Linked DNA regions of Sus scrofa: region 2 is linked to region 1. Evidence: chromatin contacts called from public HiChIP or PLAC-seq data. All regions are on one chromosome and are shown on one strand. The core of a region is the stretch at or near the end of the contact, and the rest is flanking DNA. Distances in the headings are between cores, read along the strand shown.

Region 1 (4,290 bases), core at 870-3,369:
TCTTGCATACCATAGACATTTGATAAATGTTCACTTCCTTCTCCAGACTGGAAAGAGATAGTCATGGGTGTGACCACCGACATAACACAGGCACACCTGCATAACACCGGTGGCTTTTCTCTTTTGTACAGTGCTTTACAGTTTATGAAACCCACATTATCATATTTTATTCTCACAACAACTCTTGCGGATAGATGAGGAAACTGAGGCAGGAGCAAAACTACAGCTCAATTATTCACTCAGTCAGCATTCACTGAGCACCTATTATGTGCCAGGTCCTGTGCTCTACTCTGAGGAGGTGAAGAAAAACCACAGGCATTTCAGCTTAGAGAGGAAAACTTTTTAATCATCCTCTCTAGGTTACTCATGTCTCCTTTCATATCCTAAACCTTAAGAAATTGGAGATTTCTTTCTTGGACTAGAGATCATTTTAGATTTTTGTCTTCCATACTGTTTCTTCTGATAGGAATTTACTTGCCTTTGCTGCTAGCTGAATCCTTCATGACCAGAAAGTCTTCCCTGACCCACTATCCTCTGGCAAAATGTCTTTGCTCTGGCTAACACAGCACCAGGGCCTCCCAGTACCACAGATAGGGCTTTTCATGGACTTCCATTGTCTTTCTAGGCTCAGAGCAGGTAGTATCTACCTGTACACACACATACATCCACTTTTTTTTTTTACTATCCCCCCACCCTTTTCCATCTGGATTCCAAGAAGTTGGGATAGATGGCCTTGTCCTGCTCCCACTCCCCTCCACACCTCTATTAGTTTCCAGAGGCTGCCACCTTGCCCTCCCTAAAATCTTTGAAGAACAGAGTCAGCCTGTGCATTAATTCCTTTGTCAAAGATTCTCTTCTTGTCCCTGATCCCATGTAGCAGTGTAACAGAGCCCAGTGCCTGCATCCCCCTCCTCAGTCTCCGGAGGAGCTAAGACATGGCTAGTGCCTAGATGCCCTTGGACTGCGCTCTGGGCCCCCCTCATGTTTCCACTCTCACACCACAATCCACACCTGGCCTCTTCTCCATCCCCTGCCCAGCCCATCCACCCAGCTAAACTCTCGAAGTTCCCTGACAGTTCCTCCACTCCCAGCTGCCAAGCCCCTGCTCTATTTCAGGGCTTTTCCAAGTGCCACTCCTGGCCAGCACGCAGTGCCCACAGCCCACATCCAAGGCCACGGCTCTCCTTCTCCATGGGCTCCCCACCCCTTTCTCTGCAGTCCGGATAGACTCAACCTTGCCTCCCACCTTCTGGTTCTTCAAAGCTTCCCACCCTCAAACCCCGCCCCTCTCCTCCCTCAGGTTGCCCCCCCACCCCCCGCTGCCAACACCCGGCTGGGCCCTGGCTCCGCACCACACTCACTTTCCCTCTCCCTGACCAGCGCCCCTTCCCCTCACCACCTCACTCCTCTCCAGCCCCCACTCCACCCCTGCCAGCCGGCCCCCTCTTCTTTAGCTCTTTACTTGCGCGCCTCACCTTCTCTCCCCTCAATCTTCTCGCTTCAGCACCCCCTTCAGCGGGTACCCTCTGCCCGCACTGCCCACCTCGGCTTCCACCTAAGATCCCCGCCCCCAACGCCCCTACCCACCTTGCCCCCTCCACGAGCAGTCCCTGCGCTCCAGCTGCCGTTCATCCTCTCCCCCAGCTCTGGCGCCCTCTTTCTTGCCCGCCCCCCACCGCGGCCCCTGCCTTGAAAGCTCCCCTTGCGGCCCTCACCGGGATCCAGTCCGGGCAGACACCCCCTCAGCGCCCCCTCCCCAGGGTACCCGCCCATGCACTGCAGCTGTCCCTCCTGAGTGGCCTCCCCTGGCTCCTTCTCCTCGGCGTCCGCTCCACTGACCCGTGCTCCTTCTCAACGCCCGCTCACTGCCCCCAGCGCTCCGCGCCGGGATCCAGTCCCAGACGCTCCCCGGGCGCGCTGCCTGGCCGCACCCCTTACCTGGGACTCCGGGTGAGGACAAGCGGCTCCCTCCCTGGCAGCGCCGCGGAAGCCCTGGACCTGGCGGTGGGCGGCAGAAGGCGCAGCGGGTTCACGGAGCAGGGCAGTGCGGGGCGGGTCTGGTCCCCACAGCGGCGACTTAGGGCTGAGGCTCCAGCTGCAGCTGGGCGGGTTGCTGCCGCGTCCAGGCCCCACCCATGCCCCGCCCAGGGGCGGAGTCCGTATTCGCCCGGCCCCCGCTCCGGGCAGGTGTAGGGAATGGGAGGTCTCTGGAGGACTTGGAGCTCGCCAACGACTATGGTAATTGATCTTAATTCTCACCCCTCGTTCCGCAGATTGAACTTACTGGGATGATCAGGGAGCTTTGATGATAATGTAGATAACGATGGGTTTGTGGCTTCGCCATTTCCAAAGCACTTTCCTGTCCATTACGTCGTTTCAACCTCACAAAAGCCCAGGGAGAGGCAGAATCTGGACTGCTGTCTTTGAGTGAAACGAAGCCAGAAACCTGGGCATTGTCCTCTACCCTATGCACTTCACACCCCACAGCCCATCAGCCGGGTAATATGGCCTCCCTAACATAACCTATCCCTTCCCTTCCTCTCCGTCTCCACTGCTCTCACGCTGGGTCAGGCCTCATCACTCCTTGCCTGGACTAAAGCAACAGTCTCCTCATGGGTCCTCCCTGTCTCCACTCCCAATCCATCATCTACACCAGCAGCCTGCGTGATTGTTCTAAACGTCACCATCAACCCTTATGAAACAAACAAAACAAAACAAAATATTTGCAATGGCTCCCTATTACCAGTAGTAGCCTGGAATAAGAAAATATTCTTTCCTGGTCATTAAGAAGTCCCAGCTTTGCCAGATAAGGCAGCCACGAAAGCTAATTAGCACCCCACCCTTCTGTGAGGACCTAGACTTCAAGTTTTCCTGAGGTCACAGGAACCAGCTGCAAGTTTTGGGTTTTGTTTGTTTGTCTGTTTTTTGTCTTCCTGCCTTTTCTAGGGCCACTCCCACGGCATATGGAGGTTCCCAGGCTAGGGGTCTAATCGGAGCTGTAGCAGCCGGCCTACACCACAGCTGAGGCAACACAGGATCCTTAACCCACTGAGCAAGGACAGAGATTGAACCCACAACCTCATGGTTCCCAGTCGGATTCCTTAAACACTGAGCCACGACTGGGAACTTTGGTTTAGAATCATCGCCCTCTACATACTCTTCCCCAATCTCAAATCTTGAAGGTCTGAGTCAGATACCAAAACACATTTTCCCCACATTCTGTTATGAACTTAACTGCAATTTGTCTCTTTGGCCAGAGGAACCACTCAATTAACAGCCCCTCTGGTTGTCAGACTTCTCTCTCAGATTCATCCTTGTGCTGTTCTGAGCTACTCCACCCTACCCCTTCCACTCACTTTCTCACAGTCCACTTCCCAGCATCCTTGTCCACTGTGCCCTCCACAATCCTTTTCCTTTGTCAGCAAACTCTCCTACACCCTCTACTGTTTCAGAGGCCACTCAAGTTATTTCTTTGCCTTTACTGAAACTTGACCCTCCTTCCAGACTCCTCTGGTAGCCCTCTGCAGGAAGCCTTCTCTCGTTCGCCCTCCCCACACACCACAGCCCCAGGAGGTGGGTCAGCATTGCCTCTTGCCCTTGTACAAAAGTTCCTTCTCCTTAGGTCTCCAGCCCTACTACTGTTTACCCCTCCTCATCAAGGATATCATCTCTGACTCCCACCCACTCCCTGTGCATGGACAATTTCAGCCCCTGCTCATGGCCATCCTCGTTATCCCTGTACTGCCATCCTCCTGGTGCCCTCAGCAGCCATGTGGTTTCCTGTTCCCTCTGCTCTTGGTCTTCACATCACCTCCCATCATGGTCACACCTTGAATTTCTTTCCTTTCTTTCTTGACTTCTTTCTTTCTTTTTTTCTCTCTTTCTCTCTCTCTTTCTCTCTTTTGTTCTTTCATTCCTTTTTTCTTTCTCTCTCTCTCTTTTGGACACCCACGACATATGGAAGTTCCCAGGCCAGGGACTGTATCCGAGCCATAGCTGCCATCCGCACCACAGCTACAGCCATGCTAGATTCTTAACCCACTGGGCCAGGTGGGGGATCAAACCCATGCCTCAGCAGCAACTTGAGCTGCTGCAGAGACAGTTCAGGATACTTAACCCACTACACCACAGCTGGGAACACCCCTTGAACGTCTCAATCACTCAGAACTAGTGCCTCCATGATCTTAAAATCAAATACCCTACACTAGCCACTCATTCCCTTTCTACCACGAGGCCCTAGTTTCCTCATTTCAAAATGGGTGTGATGCTAACGATGATTCACTCTTCACA
Region 2 (4,223 bases), core at 900-3,399, 100 kb before region 1:
TAAGACAAGAGTTTTTCGAATGAATTTGCCCAAAATGAGGTCATTAAATGAAAAAATACATCCACAGCAGTTAGAACAGTATCTGACATGTGGTGTATGTTCTATAAACATTACTTTTATTATATAACTTTAAAAAGGCAGGAAAAAAACTGAAGCTGTTATTTAAACTGGAAGGCAAAAACTAAATACCTTTTATCAAGGTTCAAATTGCTCATTTACATCATTACTAATATAATGTCTTTGATAAGAGAAAATTTGGCCCATCCATAAAGATCTGCAGCCAGGGAAGAATAGTACAGAGTTGTGAATTGTTAATCTCTTTTTATCAAGGTCCAAATTGCTCATTACATCATTACTAATATAATGTCTTTGATAAGAGAAAATTTGGCCCATCCATAAAGATCTGCAGCCAGGGAAGAATAGTACAGAGTTGTAAACTGTTAATCTCTAGTAAGAAAAAATTAGGTCTGTCTTCAACTTGGGGCTAAATCACTTCTTTCTAGACCTTAGTTTCAGTCATCTGCCTATTGAGGGTGGTAGGGAATGAAAAAGATTATCTTTAAGGTTCTTTCCTGCTCTAACACTGTAGGGGCTTATAACAAATTAAAACCTAGAAAGAATCCTTTAGCTTTCAACTCAATATGAGTAAGAACTTTATAAAAAAAATCAGTAAATGGTGCACTGGAGTTAGTGTCAGATGGACACCGTGTTCATACCAGCTCTGTTATTATTTAGCTATGTAATTCTGAGCAAGAAGCAAACCCTCTGGATCTCAATTTCCTCAACTTGTAAAATGAAGCTAAGCAATATGATCTCTCTTTAAAATAATTATAGTCATGACATTCTATGGAATAGGCTACCTGCGAAGAATATACTCAGGTGGGGATTGAGCCTCCAGATATTAGAGATGTTTAGAGGATTATGATACAAACCAAAAGTTGAGAATTGCGGGATGAGAGGAAACCTTACAAATCTTCTATGATTCACCCAACTGAGACTCAAGCCCTCTCTAATATATTCTTGGAAGATGTCACCCAACCATTCGAGCATTGAGAAAAAAACCATGGAAGTAAGTCACTTCATTTCAGGCCAACTCTGATGCCTAAGTTCTTTTACTGAAGCCACATGACCCTCCAGTAACTTCCACCCATTAGTTTTACCCCTCTTTCATCTACGGGCACCTGGAATGTTTGTGGATAATGATAGTATTTCCCTTAAATATCCCCTCCAAAATTAAAATCTCCAGCTCCTTGAACCTTTCCTCATAATACCAATACCCCACCCCACCCCCCGCCCATCCAGCCTGCTTTCCTCAGAGAAACCTCCATTCTTGCTTTAGCGAGTATCAAAATTATTCCAACAACCCTGCCCATTCTGACATCCAGATTCCTTGTGGAACCCAAGTTTTCCCCCTCGTCCAGCTCACACATCACGGAAGCCTCTAACTGCTCTTGACACCTCCATCCAAGGAAGCTTTGGGGCTGGGAATGTGCCCCTGGTGCTCCTTCGGAAGATTCGGAGACAAGAAGAGACCACAGCGGCCACTCTGAGGCCCTCGCCCTGCTTTCCTCCCTGGTCTAAGCCTCCTCCCTCACCGGTATTGCTTGGGGTCGCTGGGAGACTTGACGATCTCAGGGTCTCCGGCATTACTGACAGGCACCCTCCGTCCCTCCTCCTCAGATTCGTCGGCTCCCAGACGGGCAACCCGGCCGCTCTCGCCCAAATCCTGTCCATTGGGCTGCAGGTCAGGGCAGCTGCAGGTAGACTTCGCCTTGTTCCTTCCAGGCATGGTCAGAGTAGGAAAGGGTCTGGCAGCCGCGGAGTCTTCGCACCGACCCCGCGCTTCTACTCTCCACAGCGCCGCGAGCTCCCGCCCGGCCTCACACCACAACTTCCTCCCGGTGGCACTGACTGCAGCAACCGTGACTCTCCTCAACATTCACCACCAAGCCGGAGTAATGGGCATCCCGCTCCCTAGGGCCCTCCTCCTCCTCCTACTTCTCCAGCCGCTCCTCCTCCTCCGCGTTCCAGAGGCGGTGGCGGCCGGCGCTGGTGCTGCCGCAGCCGCCGGGGAGGACAGGCCTGAACCCCTCCCCCAATCCGGTCTCCCCCAAGCCAACTTCCCTCATCCCCCCCACCCTCCCGCCGTCGATGACGCAACTGACTTTAGCCAATAACAAGGCAAGATAGAAGTCATGTGCATGTGATCAACCAATGGGAACAAGGAATAAAAAAGAACCAAAGAGACCGGGCCGGCATCTCGCAGCACGCAGAGAGCTCTTCGGGACACGGAGTGGGCGGGGCGAGAGAAAAGAGGCGGAGAGAGGGACGCGGAGGACGACGGGAGAACGGCGCCTGGGAGGCTGCGCAGCGTTTATGACGGAAGAGGGGAGGTGGCTTGAGGTAGCAGCTGAATAGTGCTCCACCGCTCCGAGAGAAATATTCCCCGGATGAGAAAACCGCTAAGCGAGTGGAGAAAATTAATTTCCAGGCTTCCCCTCCCCTCACTCATGTCGTATTTTGCGTATCATGCCCCTCAGACCTGGGTGGAGTTTTGGCCGTGACTCGGCACGTAAAAAGCAGAACGCCGGAAGTGTTTTTCTGCAGCCGGATGGAAGCTGCGTGGGAGTGGAGCTGAGCGGAACCGGAGAAATAGCCGCCGTGCTTCTCCTCCTTACAGCTTGCTAGACCGTCGTGCACTTCGCCTAAGTGTTTAAAAGACCGGTGTAAATGTGTTCACTCTTCTATGCGAAAACATTTTGAGCTTCCCCCAGAGACTAGAGTCCACAGTTAGTGTTAGCCAACTTTCGCTGAGCAGCCACCTCCTGTCCCTTAAGTCCGTTTCCCCAAGGTTTTTTCCTGCCTTCAGTGGCCGTTGGTGGGCAAGATGTGATTGAAACAGACGTACTTGGAAAATAAAAAGCAACTGATGTGGTACTAGGTGTGTGATTTACTAACCTTGGCATAAGCAGTTGTAGCACACAAAAGGAAGAAACATGGTGAATGCAGAAGCACTTGAAGCAGAGATATCTTGATGATTGTTTTAGGTCTTTACATTTTTCTAGGCCTCCCCAGCTCCAGATATAGGGAAGACAATCATGAACAAAACAAAATTTGTTGCCTTCTTGGAGCATGCATTCAAATGGGGAGAAACAGAATAAAATAATTTTTAAAAAGTGAATGCTAAGGGAGTTCCCTTCATGGCTCAGGGGAAACGGAATCTGACTAGTATCCATGAGGACGCAGGTTCACTCCCTGGCCTTGCTCAGTGGGTTAAGGATCCACTGTTGCTGTGAGCTGTGGTGTAGGTCTCAGATATGGCTGGGATCTGGTGTTGCTGTGGCTCTGGTGTAGGCCCGCAGCTACAGTTTCAATTCGACCTGTAGCCTGGAAACCTCCGTGGGTGCAGCCCTAAAAAGGCAAAAAGGGCGGAGGTGGGAATGCTAAGACAAGAAATGATGATGGATAGGAAAATAAAGAGTTGGGAAGGAGAAGCCCAAGGAATCAGAAAAGAAATGGTAAAATCTGGAGTTCCTATAGTGGCTCAGCAGTAACGAACCCAACCGGTATCCGTGAAGACTCAGGTTCGATCTCTGGCCTGAATCAGTGGGTTAAGTATCTTGCGTTGCCTTGAGCTGTGGTGTAGGTCACAGGTGCGCTCTCAGATTGGCCATTGTTGTGGCTGTGGTGTAGAATAGGCTGGTGGCTGCAGCTCTGATTCGACCCCTAGCCTGGGAACTTTCATTTGCCGTGGATGCAGGTCTAAATACACAAACCGAAAAAGAAAGAAAAAAAAAATGATGAAACCTGAACTAGAGCAGCAGATGAAATAAATTAATTGAAAAATATTGTTCAAATATCCCAATATGGAGTTCCCCATTGTGGCACAGGGGAATTGAATCCGACTAGGAACCATGAGGTTGCGGGTTCTATCCCTGGCCTCGCTCAGTGGGTTAAGGATCAGGTGTTGCCGTGAGCTGTGGTGTAGGTCACAGATGCAGTTCGGATCCCACGTTGCTGTGGTTGTGGTGTAGGCCAGTGGCTACAGCTCCAGTTGGACCCCTAGCCTGGGAACCTCCATATGCCTCAGGTGTGACCCTAAAAAGACAAAAAAAAAAAAAAAAAAACAGGTTTTCAAGAACCTATCAATTTTTAAACCAAGCAACTCCACTAGATTGCCCTCCTTTAAAGCCGTGTTTTTACTTTATTATTAACCCCTAACA

What was found. HiChIP or PLAC-seq counts read pairs in DNA pulled down with a chosen protein or histone mark.
Region 2: an H3K27ac HiChIP or PLAC-seq map of alveolar macrophages shows a contact between it and region 1. The contact joins the promoter of NRDC here to the promoter of RAB3B in region 1. A contact is called at or near these places in 3 of 5 promoter capture datasets (fetal liver, fetal skeletal muscle and liver), 27 of 47 Hi-C or Micro-C datasets (adipose tissue, alveolar macrophages, blood and 15 more) and 2 of 2 datasets of contacts at active chromatin or transcription factors (alveolar macrophages and skeletal muscle).

Annotation. Positions count from the first base shown.
Region 1 is chr6:160,192,317-160,196,606 of Sscrofa11.1, reverse strand. RAB3B (ras-related protein Rab-3B) reads right to left here and starts at 2,119. Exons shown (of 5, transcript XM_003127977.5): 1 at 1,939-2,119.
Region 2 is chr6:160,297,027-160,301,249 of Sscrofa11.1, reverse strand. It overlaps NRDC (nardilysin), which reads right to left and starts at 2,149. Exons shown (of 31, transcript XM_003127978.6): 1 at 1,596-2,149. The coding sequence starts at 1,939.